2 separate regions of the Gossypium hirsutum genome follow, and region 2 is linked to region 1. Evidence: chromatin contacts called from public Hi-C data. All regions are on one chromosome and are shown on one strand. Each heading gives the region's core, a stretch centred on a gene start, on an enhancer-like site or on the middle of the called end of the contact. The rest is flanking DNA. Distances are from core to core; before and after follow the strand shown.

The links. Hi-C and Micro-C count contacts between places; a contact is called where the count stands out from the background.
Region 2: a contact with region 1 is called in a Hi-C map of leaf, with 2.9 times the contacts expected there. The contact joins the promoter of LOC107897098 here to the promoter of LOC107897093 in region 1. A contact is called at or near these places in 5 of 34 Hi-C or Micro-C datasets (leaf and seedling).

The regions. Positions count from the first base shown.
Region 1 is chrA06:32,442,795-32,450,252 of Gossypium_hirsutum_v2.1, reverse strand. It overlaps LOC107897093 (protein SAWADEE HOMEODOMAIN HOMOLOG 2), which reads right to left and starts at 2,813. Exons shown (of 10, transcript XM_041115751.1): 1 at 2,672-2,813; 2 at 2,495-2,592; 3 at 1,002-1,087; 4 at 863-908; 5 at 579-717; 6 at 129-195. The coding sequence starts at 2,563.
Region 2 is chrA06:32,672,413-32,679,870 of Gossypium_hirsutum_v2.1, reverse strand. It overlaps LOC107897098 (nuclear pore complex protein NUP85-like), which reads right to left and starts at 2,922. Exons shown (of 19, transcript XM_016822438.2): 1 at 2,393-2,922; 2 at 2,194-2,296; 3 at 1,937-2,047; 4 at 1,751-1,834; 5 at 1,523-1,594; 6 at 1,353-1,409; 7 at 1,114-1,233; 8 at 823-1,023; 9 at 614-724; 10 at 480-517; 11 at 229-299; 12 at 144-226. The coding sequence starts at 2,769. It overlaps LOC107895647, which reads right to left and starts at 4,567. Exons shown (of 1, transcript XM_041115753.1): 1 at 3,412-4,567. The coding sequence starts at 4,418. The coding sequence ends at 3,672.

The DNA of each region.
Region 1 (7,458 bases), core at 1,564-4,063:
TTTCCTATGACATAATAGTATAAATGCATGTCAATTCTAGTAGTTTTCTATATGTAGAGAGATCAAACGATAACAACAGAAAAGCCTAGACAGTTTCTGTTGAATTGATTTAGATTCGTGTTGCTTACCATGCTCCATCTTTAGATGAACGTGCCTCGAACTCTAGTCCCGATAGATCAGGGATCTTTTCTCCCACTTTCGAAACCACTCCAAGAGACAAAGAGGGAAAAATTTAGCTTCTAGAATAAGGAACTAAAGTGATGGTTAAGTTCTTTATTTCATTTTTATGTCATGATTTCTAAATCACAAAGCAAACGTAGAAATGACCAAGAAACCCGTTAGAGATTTCTGCGATAATATAATATAAACCATAACATTGTGCAAACAATTAGTTTATATGAGACCATGTGCAAAACAAAGTTGGGAGAACAATATCCTCAATGCTTATAGAGCTTTCATGTTCTATGAAATGGGGTAACAAATTGAACCGAAACAGTATTAGAACAACAAGACATCTGAAACTTTGCCAGTTTTGATTTTGAACATTCCACTTTTCAATTTCCCTAAAAGACACGAACCTTTGAGAATCTGAGGAATTTGAGGCCCATCATCTAGAGGGCAAGTTTCAGAGATTCTGGACTCAGTTTTGGATGTATCAGTCAAGGAAGGAACTTTAGATGCGCTTTCTTGCAGCCTAGCTAAGAACCAGCTTTGTACCTGAGAAAATATAAGGAATTAGGGGTCAATAGGAGAAATCCTAAACTGTTAACCATAAACACCATGATCATAATTTAAGGACAAGAGGAGAAATAATGAGATAAGTAACACCGAAAATGAAAGAAAGAAAAAAGTAAAGAAAGACCTTGGTCCATTTAATAATAGGTTTGCCAGCACGACCGGCAGATGAACTGCAAAGACAATATGCATCAATGTCTAATAAAATCATTTGGTTATCTATAAAAGGAAGGAAGGGTGAGAAATATGCATGAAATGCAACTAACCTGAAATTTCTAGCCATTTTTTTACAGAATTCCTTACTCAGCAATAGCTCTCTTGATTTCATTAAAAATTTCTCCATCTTCTTGATCTGAACATAAATATATAATAAAACGGGAAAATATATGTTTTATAATCCCATAACACAATAGCTTTGCAAAAAACACAAACATGATATATCTCAACAGTTACTACTACAAAAATTCTATATAAGGATCACATTGACTCGCTTAGAGCAAAAGGTTAGAATCAACAACACTTGAACAATATTACCATGTCAAACCAGAAGGTTGAAAGATACTAATTTTAATACATATGCACAAAGCATCATGCAAAGAATCAGAACTATGACATGCAAGATCCAGAATCAAGACAACAGCTCTAACTTCACATGTTCATGAATTACAAAAAACATTGACACGTATGCATGCCAACCGGAAGCAAAAATATGGGACGATCCATTAAAAGGTAAGAAATATAGGAAGCTTTCTATATCGAGCAATATGCATGTATGAAAAAGGGGGAAAAAAGGCAAGCCACCATTTGTTCTAAACCCCACAATTTGAAGCTCAATTTCGCAACTAATCATTCATTAACAAACCTACTACTGCTAACAGCACATATGAATACAATATGCTGATAATTTTCTTTGAGGGAAAAGAACATAAAAATAAACAAAAATGTTACAGCTAAATATACACCTTTGATAACAACCAGAGAAGCTCGTAACTATGAAAATAAAGAAATGCTACATAAAAATAACATACACGATCCATAATAAAGACATGAGCTCGAACTTCATGTGTTCACCAATTATAAAAAACATCAACGCGAATGCTGGAGCTAACCAGAAGCAGAAACATGGGACAATATATTTATAAAATAATAAATAATAAATAATAAAAAATAATGAAAAATCTAGAAATATAGGAAGTTTTCTATACTTAGAAACATGCATGTATGAAAGAGAAAAAAAAAGCATGCAACAGATTTAAAGCTCAATTTTTCAGCTAATCATTCATAAACAAACAACTACGGGTGACAGCATATGAATACAATATCCTGGTAAATATCTTTAAAAAGCAAAGAACATGAAAATAAACAAAAAAAGAATATATGTTCATGAATTAAAAATAACATCAACATGTATGCCAGAGCTAACCAGAAGCATAAACATGGTACAATATATTAAAAATAAGAAATAAAGTAAGGAAGCTTTCTATATTGAGAAATATGGATATATGAGAAGAAGAAAAAAAGCAACAATTTGCTCTAGACCCACAAGTTAAAGCTCAATTTCTCAGCTAATCATTCATAAACTGGTAACAGCATATGAATGCAATATCCTGATAAGTTTCTTTAAAAGAAAAGAACATGAAAATAAACCCCCAAAAATAAAAATAACAGCTAAAACTACATATTTGTTAACAAATGGAGAAACTGATAACTACCCAGATGAAGAAATGGCACTTAAAACAGAAAAGACATGGTTTTTCACCTCGGGTTTTGTAAACCCAGAGAAGGCTGCTCTTTGTCTCTGTCTCTGCCTTGGGCGTAGACGATCCATTAAACACTCCAAAACAGTTCCTTTGCTTTCTTCAAATACAAACTTTAAAGTTTAAAACTTGGTGGAGGCAACTGAGAAACGATTTGGGGATTCAGGAATCTTGTTTACCTTAGTGAACCCTAAATTCTTGAAGTTTCAGAGACTGTGTGTGTTGTACAGCGTATGTATGACCATTTAAGCGCCTTTCAAAGTCTCGGATTCAATTTTTATAGAATTATAAATTATTCAAACAGAAAAATCTTTCAGAAGTTCTAATTATAAATTTCATCCTTTTTATTTATAAAATTTGAAATATTAGTTCTTTTATTTTTAATTTATTAAAATTTGGTCTTCATTTTTTACAAAAATATAGTAATCCAATTGAATCACGTCACGTTGTTCAGTTAAAAGTCATCAATTCATTACTTTATAATATAAAAATTAAGGAAATATTAGCAGTTCAACAAATTTTTTGCACAAATTATAAAAATAAAAACATAAAAATTTCAACATGTGGATTAACTTCTTAATTTTCAAAAAATATAAATATCAAAATCTGAAAAAATAGAGGGACTAACTTCTGAGTTTTTATAAGTTGAAAGATGAAATTCATGATTAAACCCTTATAGAATTTCATCCTTATGTGCTGCGTCCTACTGAGTTGTTCGTATTTGGGCCTTGGGTCGTCGTATAAACTTTATTGGGTTCAGGTCTTGCCTAATCCAAAACAAAAGGGCTTCCACCTATTTATACCGGCAAATAAAGGGGAGTTGAATTCGTTCAAGTTTTTTGAATTTCTCGAATCGTTGGTGATAATTTGGAATATTAATTTTATGTTTTGATTTATTAGACTTATTTTAATAAGATTAATTTTATTTTATGGCTTTTGGATATCATTATACAATAAAATTTCAAAAGAAAAAAAGTCAAATTACTAATTCTTATAAAATATATATTTTTTTAATTATTTTCATTATTTTAAATATAAAATATTTATTATTATGTCATAAAAATTAAATAAAAAATAATATTTGATTTGAGTGAAGTAAATTTTTTTTTTTACTTATAGTTCATAAACTGTCTAAAAAACCTCAATTCAAATCGATGTTAGATTTTTTTTCAATTTTTCTTACTCATCTTTACAAGCAAAACTTATAAAATAATACATTAAATTTCAAGACAAGTAGAATTATTTATGAGTGGAGTTATCTTTCAAGTTTGAGTCCTTATAATATGTGAATCTAAAGAAAAACAAATAGCTTCCACAATTAAAGTCTCACAAACCCATTTTTATAATGGAAAATTACTTATATTATATTTGGATTGTATTCAAATTAAGGAAAGGAAAGGAAATGAAATTAACATTTTTGTCCTTTTTGTATAGTTTCTTTTATAAAAGGAGTTAAATTGTCCTTATTTTCCCTTAAATTACTTAATTTTTAATTACCTTAAATTGGGAAAAAAAGTTAGGGAAAAAAAATTAAGGCTAGTTTTAAGATGTGAAATTACATTTGTATCTTATTAATTTTTTATATTAATTATTTTATAAATGAACTTAATTAAAAAAAACCATATAATCAATTATTATCTTAATATCTCTACAATTTAATCAAATAAAAGTTATAAATATTCAATTACTTTACTTTCCTTTTTATTTATATAAACAAAATAAACCTACGCAAATATCTTTTCTTTAACATTCCTTTACTTTTTTTTTCCTTTTAATTATTTATCCAAACATAGGGTTAATATATTTAGACTCCTTAAGCATAATCACAAAAGTGTATACTGCAACCAAGGATTTCCCAATTCACTATACTTGAATTGTTACCTTTCAAGAAAAATGTATAGCTTTTATAATCCCTATCTTTTTCACAACGGTAAGATAGAACATTCCTCCTAGTTTTTATGGCTTAACTAAAACCCTTTAGCGTTTGAGGCTTAACTAGAAACCTTTTACAATCTACTTAAGGTTTTATACCTCAAAACCCTTAAGTATGCTCTTTACAACAAAGAGAAGATGAACAAACTAACATGAATCTCTAGTAGCCGTGTGTTTACAAATTGAAACTCTAAATAAAAAGATTTAAGAGTGAGAAAAGTTATTACCATAAGCTCTCAACAATATGTACAAGAGAAATGAAGAAAATAAAGATTCTAAGTTAATTCTCTTGTGTTTGATGCTTGGATATGTCTCTATTATGCATTGATGTGTCTTAAACTTGTATTTATACCAAGGAATAAGTTTGTGGATGTTTCTAGCCATTGGGGATGAATTCTAGTTGTTGGAATCATTAAATTCGAGCTTATTTGCAATTTCAGATATACTTGTATCAGTATAAGTGGACTTGTGTCAGTAGAAGTCTCAAAATTATGGCCGTTGGAGCTCGATGTATCGATAAAAGTCCATTTGTATCAGTAGAAATCTGAGGATTTGGTAGAAGATGCAGGAGAATCCAAAGATTGCTTATTGACTTACTTATATCAATAGAAGTCCCCTTAAGTATTAGTAAAAGTCTAGAGGTATGCTTAAAGTGCTCTGTGACTTACTTCTATTGGTAGAACTTCCTCTAAGTATCGATACAAATTCTCATAGTTGTATAAAATGAGTTAAAGCACTTAAAAACATTTTGGATTGACTCAAAAATATTTAGATAAATTAAAACACGTTTAAAATATGTTTTTGAGTACTTTTATAAGTCTTTGAAATGCTTTGAAAATGTTTAACAACATTTTTAATAATTATTTTCACCAAGTGACTTAAGAAATATAAATAAAAGTTTATCTTAAATGTTGTTATATCAAAAGGTTGAGACATCAAATCTAACAATCTCTCACTTTTTGATATAACAAAAAATTAAGAGAAATTTCGTTTTGAAAGATGATAACTCTTGAAAAGAGTTATATTTAAGGCATCTAAATAGAATTAATTGGTTGTAATTAAGTGAATACATTTGCATTTTTAGGATATTTTTAGAACATTGCATAATAAAGCTTGGATTGCGATATAATGGGCATTATTTGTTACTTTTATCACTTGGGGGGGAAATGTGTGGTTTTGTGTGAACACGGGTGTAGGAAGAGGAAGAAGATGAAGAGGGAAAATAAGGGAAGTGAAAAATTGTCGTGGCAAATGGTGAGATTGATTGCCAACAGAATTTCCATGGAAATTCTGGGAAGATGACTCAGCACTTTATCCATGTCATTCTTTGTAACACCCCAAAAATCAGGTTAGAAGAAATTACGTTTTGGAAACCAAGTATGGTCATCATTCAATTTTGAGTTTATTGACAAGGAAATTGATCTAGTTTAGAGGTTCTGGGTTCGAACCCTGTTCCTTGAAATTTTGTTATTTTTATTAAACCCTTACTCTTGATCGCATGGCATAAGTTTTATTTTCAATAAACTAATGATAAGAATAAACCTACTAGTTCAATGGTTAAGCATTTACATACCTTTTAGACTTGGGATCGAGTCTCGGTAAAATCAGAGAGATGTTTTTACTGAATTGCCTTGTGGAGTAGTTTATTTTAGTTAATTAGACTTTCCCAAAACAAAAACTCCCTTTTTGTTTCACATTGTTTCATTTTTTTCTAACGTTGCGCTATTGTTTTCTTCTTTATTAATTTGGTTTCACCGTTTCAAGTTCTTTTCTTTTTGTGCTATGTTACATTACATTGATTTTGTACAAGGTCTGATTTCTTTATTTTAGTTTAATTCGTTGGCCAGGGCGAGAATTCATCCTTGTTGCTCTTGTATCGAGTCTGTATCAGGTGGGTGTCGAAACCCCTCTTTTTCTGCATTTTCAGTTATCAGAAAACAAGACTGTTGAAGCAACATAGCCAGGGACATGGGCGTGTCCCTAGGCCATGTGAGCCACACGGGTAAAGACATGGGCGTGTGTCCAGGCTGTGTAACTCACTATTTACACTATAGAACCACATGACCAGGAACATGGGTGTGTGCCCAGGCCGTGTGAGTCACACAGGTAAGGACATTGGCGTGTGTTCGGGCCGTATAACTCACTGTTTATGATTTAGAACCACACGGGCAGACGACATAGGCGTGTGCCTAAGCCGTGTGAGCCACACAGGTAAGGACATAAATATGTGTTCAAGTCGTGTGGCATATTAATAGGATCCGAATCTTATTTTTGAGGCCATGAGTGTTGCTCGACACGAGCACTGACCTCCACAATGTATTTATGATCTAAATTTGATTGTAAGAGGACTATCTGATGCTCTAAGACTGATATATGGATGATATATGCAATATCTGAATGTGTTAGACTGATGATGAACAACTTGTGATCTGTACGTATATCTATTATGTTTGAACCTAAGTGAGTAGGATCCGTCAGAATGTAATGTGCTATTATTTATGTGTGCAACTTATAAGTAGGTTACTGATGCAACGTAGACATAATTCAAGCAGAAAACGATTAATTTTCCCTTGGTTTATGCAACTGGTTTTCTGTTTCTTTTTAATTTTGTTGACCGTTTTAGCTATCCAATTATCCTGTACTGATGCAACGTAGACCTGATTCAAGCAGAAGACGATTAATTGTGAAGAAACTACTATTCAAAATAATTGTATTATTTCTTTAGAATGTTTGTATTTTTTTATATTTGTAAATTTAATGTAGTTGTTTAGGATTTAAGATTTCATTTTTTATATTTTCGTGTATTAATTTCTTAGAATGTTTGAATTTTTTTAAATTTAATGATTATTTAAAATTAAATGAGACATTTTTCTTCGCGCTTACCTTATGCACATAGGTTGTAATGTGGTTGTTGTCATTTAAAATAAAATGAGGATTAGGATCCATTGAGTGATCGGCAGTGGTTGTCAGTGAACGATGGTTGTCGGAGGTGTTTGGTGTTGATCGGTGGTCATTGGTCGACGGTGGTCAGCGA
Region 2 (7,458 bases), core at 1,673-4,172, 230 kb before region 1:
TATATCCAATAAGGTTGGTTAAATTGCACTCCACATTTCATTTGTCTAGCTTAGAAGGGTAATCCTAAACCATACGATGCATAAAAGATGCACAACTGCAGCTCCATATACCAATGAAGAAATCCACAGTTATTTCCACTCACTTGCCAAGTTAATGGAAATGAAGATAGGACTTGAGCATAAACAAGTCGATGAAGCTCCTCTATGCTTATTCCCCCAAGTTCTGACGCTCTTCATGTAAAAGCATTTCTGCATGGTCACTCCCAGCAGTCAACAACTCTATGGCATGCGCAACCATCCTGATGAAAAGAAAACACATATTTCTCAAAAGAATGTACAAGGAAATCCAAGCTTTAATTTCATGATAAGCTCTTATAGTTGTCAGAACAAAAATAAATTGAAATAGCACCCCATATAAGGCTCCAAAATTGCACTACTAACAAACAGAAATATATGAAGATGCAAATATGACAGCTCACCAAGGACCAAATCCTTTCAAGCATTCTGCTAATACAACCTGAGAAATACACATAGCAATATTTAATTTAAAGTTAAGGAATCAAAAGGAGAATTAACAGAGAATGCAAATTGATATTATCTCCCCATACGTCACCTCAGTATTTTCCCCAAGAATTCCAATTATAAGCCCCATCAACCTATGTGCAGAAGCCATTGGTTTCAATTGAATGCTTTTCTGTGCCAAGCTGTACATGCTTTCTAACCCCTAACATAAGAAAAGAAATCAAGTGATTATTTCAGGGTCCAGCTATCACGCATAAACTATCAACACTACGATATATTTTATACACGGAAGATACATACCACTGTTAATGGCCTCATGTATAGGAAGTGAGAAATATACAGCTCTATCCAGTTATATGTTGCAGAGCAGAGACTATTAGCATTACCCAGCATTATTTGTAACATACTTCTCAAGCCCTCCCGAGTCTGCTGGTGAGCACACTGAAACCAGAATGCACTAGAATCCAGCTTATTTATCTGACCCCGCCATTTCTCCCATGCCTATGCAAGAGAAAAACTCGAATGACTTATCTATGGTGGTAGTGGATCATGAAGCAGAATGAAAGAAAAAAACCATTAAAATTAAGAGACCTTTACAAAATCAGGCTTGGCCTTATAGCATTCACCCAATTTCCCAGCTTCTTGTTCCAAACGCATGCGTGGCATTTTTGAAATAAGAACGGCAACTGCCTCCACAAGACCATTCTCTGTCTGTTGGTGTGCATGAAAAGAAAAATGCTTACTGTTCGATTACACTCAAAACATGCTACTACAGGTAAATAGAGCTACAACTTTCAGATGCAATACACAACAACTAATCTCGTACCAACCTCACGATTGCTGAGTTGATCTAATTGATAAGAACCGTGCAAGCGCAACATTTTAACCTGCAAGCGAGAATAAAAAACCATATCAAATAATAAAATTCCACAGAAAAATGTACCTACCATGCTTTCCTCTTTGTAAGCTATGAACCACATTAGACTATCAAACCACTTACTACGATATTCAGCCAACCAACAGCAAGTGCAGATGACATAACTTCCCAATATTTGGGATCATCCTCCACAACCTGCATTCAATAAACTGATTAAATATCATCATCTTAGGTGAATATAGAACCAAATATCAGTTAAACAACTCGCAAGCCTAAACCTCCAGAACTGCAGAAGTACCATATAAAAGAAGTTAACTTCATAAGGAACATAGAAGGCTAATTATTTAACACCTGCAAGTTAACAAATTCTTTTTGAAAATCAACAAGCTTTGAGTGGACTGTCGGGTGTGTTCCAGAGAAAAGGCTATCGTAATCCTGCCAAGACACAAATTGCTTACTAGTAACAAACAACTTTAAAACCAAACTAATGTAAAACTTAATGGTTATAGTAACAAAATAAAAGGGTAGGATATTTACAGCTAACCAATCAACAAGGCGTTCGGGTAACCATGAATGAGATGGCTTTTCTGCATAAAACATTTCCAATAGCTCCCACGCAGCCTTCAAACTAGTTGGTTCCTCTCCTTTCTGAGAGGAGAAAAAAAAAAGGTAACTTGAAATTCAAAGAAATTACCATTAAATTAACACTTTCTAGCTTAACCATTATATTAACAAAATTTCCATCCCTCATACCAAGCGAAGACAAAATGGCTCATCAAAAAAATGGAACTCACAGTTATGACTGACTTCGTGTCATCGAGAACCGGAACTGAAGCCGATTTCTGATTAACTAGAAGGGCATTTATGTCCTTGCTGTACTCCATTATGTAATCCCACCTAAAAACAGCGAATTCAATTTTTTTTCAGAAGAAAAGAAAATAAATTTCAAAGATATATTGGTATAGAAAAAATGAAATTTTGAAAATCAATTACCAGTCACCATCGTAAGGTGAAGAATTCATGGACATTTTGGACAAGCTGGAGACAGCATTTTTCCTGCTTTGGAGTAGAGCAAAAGGAGAGACCGAACCGTAGGCGATCCTCCGCCAATGAGCCTCGCTGATCTCGCCGTCTCCGCCGCCGAGCTTCACTTCCACTACTTTTCCTCCGTCACCATCATTGACGGAGCCATCGGAAGAAGGAGCGGCGAAAACCGAGACTCGGAGGGAGTTACCGCGTGACCATGAGATGGAGAGTCTAGAGATTGGAGACTTGAGACCATGGCGGAGAGGATACACCACCGCGCCCGGGGACTCGGGTGAAAGTGGAACCAAAGCGCCGCGGGCGGAATCAGAAGAGACGCCGGGCATTTCCTTTTGCCAATAAATCAGTGAGTGGGGGGTCTGAAAGCTTTAGGGTTTTCGAGGGGGTTTGCCAACGTTGAATTGAGGGGGAAAGGAGGGATTCATTCGACCCGTGTTTGGTTACGAGGCGAAACTAAACTAACGTAAGAATAAGTTTCGTAAATAAAATTCCCAACGCTCATACATCTATTAATTATACAAAATTACAGATTCACTTGAATTTTGTAAAATAATGTAATTGATTCAGATTCAAATAATTAAAATTATTATTTCACTTACACCTTAAATTTTTTATTTATATATTAATTTTAGATTCAAATTATTTTTTTTAAATTCAAACTCAAATTTTAATTTAAAATTAAAAGAAAATCTGATATTTTTTTTCCTAATGAAATGGTAAATAATATTTATTAAAACCAATAAAATCACTCGTATATGAATCTTGAACTTTTGAAAGTCTCATCATTCTTTGTAACTTTTGGTAATAAATAGAAAACAGCAAACAGCTTCTTATTTTTAAGTTAGACAAATAAAAGATTGTCGTCCAATTATAAAATTTATTTTAAATTAGTTTTAGATAATTACTTGAAGGTGGAGTCTATTTTAAGCTTGGGTGTAAGTGTAATCTATCATGCACCCCCACTTTTTTTTTAAATTAATCTCATATGTATACTTACATTAAATCCAAACAAACATCCAGTAAGAATATAGTTTGAGAAAGTCTCATCCTAATTAACCCCATAGTACAAATTCATGACATCATTAAATAAATAAAATATTTAAGTCAATTTTTATTTATTTCCACTACCCTATTATCAAATGATATTATCCATTAACAGTTTCATAATTAAACGTAAAGAATTCGTGATTAACAATTTTTTACCCTACAACTAACAACCTAAAACAAATTATCCACATAGGCTACTACCACCGTCGCCAATGTCGTCACGACCAATATAAGCAGCCAAATTCAAATACTTCTCTTGATCAGTACTCCACCTGGCACGACAAATTACACAATTAGCCGACCTCCTCCCTCGACTCCTCTTCCACCTCATCAAACACTCTTCATGGATCAGGTTCCGACACGTGGAACACGCCGCCACCTTCTCTCCTTTCTCCATTTCCTCCAAGCAAACGGGGCAAACCGTTCCTTCTTCTATCTCCTTAACTCCCCCGGACTCGCCTTGTTTTTTCCTCTGAGAGAAAAGTTGGTGGAACCTCTCGCGTACCCCTGCCCCGGCTAGAGCTTCAGGCAACGTCAGCGTCCCGAGGAGACGGCTGAGCCTACATGGACGGAGAGTTCGCCTCCGGAGACACGCGTCGTCGACCGAGACGCCCAATGCTCGGATTAGAACGAATAAGATGTGCTTGCATGGGGTCGTACGGTCGGGGCAGGTGCATGAAGGGGTGGAAGATAAGGTCACGGTGTAGACATTCCCCGTAGCACCTAACACGAAAAAGTCGGAATCGGATCGATGGAGGAGGAAGAGCGGGTGACGGAGCGCTCGAGCTATCCTTTCAGCAACTGGTTGAGTTGGTTTGAAACGATAATGTAGCCTGGTGTAATGGAGGTGATGATGATGGTTGTTTGGTCGTGGGGTTGATGATGAGGATGAGGATGAGGATGATGATGAACTAGAAGAGAGGTCCATGATTGGAGGTATTGAAAAGTGAAGGCAAAATATGTGGTGTTTTAAGGGAAAAGATTATGGTGCTTGTAAAGAGAATTTTGGGGTTAGATTCTTTGGGGGAAATTGAAGGACAAGAGAGGAATAGCGGTATTGTTGGGGAAATACTATGACAATGGCAATAGCCAATATGGGCATATGGTATCCAAGGTTGATTCTGAAGCAAGTTAAAAGGCATGAATGGTTTGAAAAATGGTGGGTTGTGAGTGAGGCAAAGTTATTGCATGGTGTAAGCAAACCACACTTTTTCTCCTTTTTGGGATCAATTATATATTTTTATTTAAATTTCATTAAAACTAAAAAAGGTTTGATAAACAAAATTAATTAACAAGTTATTCATCCAAAAATTATTAAGAAACTTTAAAATTCTTGGTCGTATCGTTACAATTTACCTCACAAAATTTTAACTTAAACTGGAATAATTTTTATTTTTCATATTACTATTCCAAACATCACTTAGGATTTCTTTCCTTTCTCTTGTTTTTGAAGATATGAGCATCTTACATTTTATTATTAACAAATTGAAAATAAAATTGCCTTCACCATATTCGGGTTGTTCGGAAACCTACAATCATGCTCAAATTTTATTTAATGGGAAATGGTTGGATTTTTATATAATTTATTGTAAAAAAATATTAAATTAAGTCATTAGAAGTAATGTGATGGACTTGAAACTATCAAATATGTCTCCAATTTCCATATATAACATTTATTTATAAATGGTAAGGAGTTGCAGGGTTGACCATTTAACTTTTAATGTATATTAAGATCATTTGTGCATGAATGCTTTATTCGGAATGGCCATAGATATGATTTAAGTGGAAAATTATTTTCATTTTGTACATAATAATTGCTTTGAATATGATTTAAGTGGAATATCAATGCATGGTGAGATACGACTTTTTAGATGTAGGTTTGAAATTAATAGTAAAGACTCATGTGAATTTGTATTTACACCTTAATTAAAATATAATAATGTGTCGATTGAGTTTTAGTTCGATTCACATCAGAATTATTATTAGTGTAGGAGGATGTGGATTCGATTACGTTGAAGCACATGATCTTCCTATTTAAAGATTGAGAAGGAATTACGAGTAGTTCTAAATATTATATAATAATAAAAAACATATACAATATGAACCTATAATGAAATTAATGTTTAAAAATATATATACAAAATGGATATAACGTAAATACAAAATCAATAATTTTATTCTATTGTACTATGAAATTAATAAATAGTTATAAAACATGTGAAATGCAAGGGGAATTTATATTTTGTTTTACTTTTTAAAAATATGTTTTTTAACTTTACATTTGTGTGAACACAAATATTTCTTAAAAACTTGTAATATAATATATATTAATTTTCACATTCTGTAATGATTAATTGTATGTATTAACTAAAATATATTAAATTATTTTATAATAAAATTTATTTATATAAATTATATTACAATAAAATAAGTCTATCATGACAATTTTTTTTTACCTAAGACGACGCAAAAAAGGTTGGCCTAGGTTTCGCGACGCTTCTCCCGACACTTCTAAAAAGGTTGTCTATAGTACAGTAGGCATAGGCTCCGTGATACTTTTGAAAAAGCATTGGCATAAGTCAACATAAGTCGACCCTTATTGAAGGGTTGGGAAAGACCTAGTCAAGGCTAACCTTTGAAAAAAGGTTAGGATAGACCTTGTCTAAGACAACCTTTAAAAGAAGTTGGGATAGACCTTGTCTAAGGCGACCTTTAAAACAGGTTGGGATAGACCAGTCTAAAGCAACCTTTTAAAAAAGTTCGGTTAGACCTTGTCTAAGGCAACCTTTAAAAAAGGTTGGGATAGACCAATCTAAGGCAACCTTTTAAAAAAGTTGAGATAGACTTGTCTAAAGCAACCTTAAAAAGGTTAGGATAGACTCGTCTAAGGTAACCTTAGAAAGGTTGGGATAGACCTTGTCTAAGGTAACTTTTAAAAAAGGTTGGGATTGACCCGTCTAAGACAACCTTAAAAATGTTGGGATAGACATGTTTAAACAGTTGTAAAAAGGTTGTGATAGACCTTTTCCAAGGCAACTTAAAAAAAGTTAGGATAAATCCGTCTAAGGCAACCTTAAAAAGGAAAAGGTAAACCTGTCCAAGGTAAACTTAAAAAGGTTGGGACAGATTTCGTCTCATGTCCAATGTTTTTTTACGACATTTTTCCCCGATTTTTAATAGCCTATTTTGGCGAAATATGAGCAAATTTGTATGTATTGGGTTTGGAAAAGTTTGAGGCGATATTAATTGAATAGTTAATTAACATAAAACAATCATATAAATACAAAATTACAATTGAATAATGCAATTAGTAATTTATATACAAAATCCTAATAGAAGTAGTCAACAAGTTGCGAACATGTTGTCAGCTTGTTTAACATGACATCAAAAAATTATATAAAATCCTAATAGAAGCAGTCAACATGTTGCAAACATTTTGTCAACATGTTTCCCATGACATCAAAAAATTATAGGACAACTGCATTCATCAACCACTATAACATATATATAATACATAATATGCAGCAAGCCTCATTCATCATCATCTGAATTGAAGGCTTTATCATCAAATCTGCTACTTTGAAATTCAACTGCAAAAATAGCAATGTACATTTTCTATTTATACGAGTTAGATGAGAAACAACATGAACACGTAGGAAGAATATTTTAGTATTAACTAAAGAACCATAAATTGAAGCTAAGTAAAGAATTTTCATCAGTACATCCACTAATTATTAGTTAAGCAAACAATGAAAACATCAAATAAGAACCTAGCATTCAGTTACAACAATCAATGTTTATTAAACCTTAACAAACTTATTGACAATCTAGTTATAAAATAGTCACCTTACTATGCTTACTATGAAAAGCCTTGTACTTACTTGACATTCCCTTTGCCATACACTCGTTGAGGAGAGCCCTATACTTCTTCTTACGAGCATCCATCATATCCATGAACTTTGCCTCTC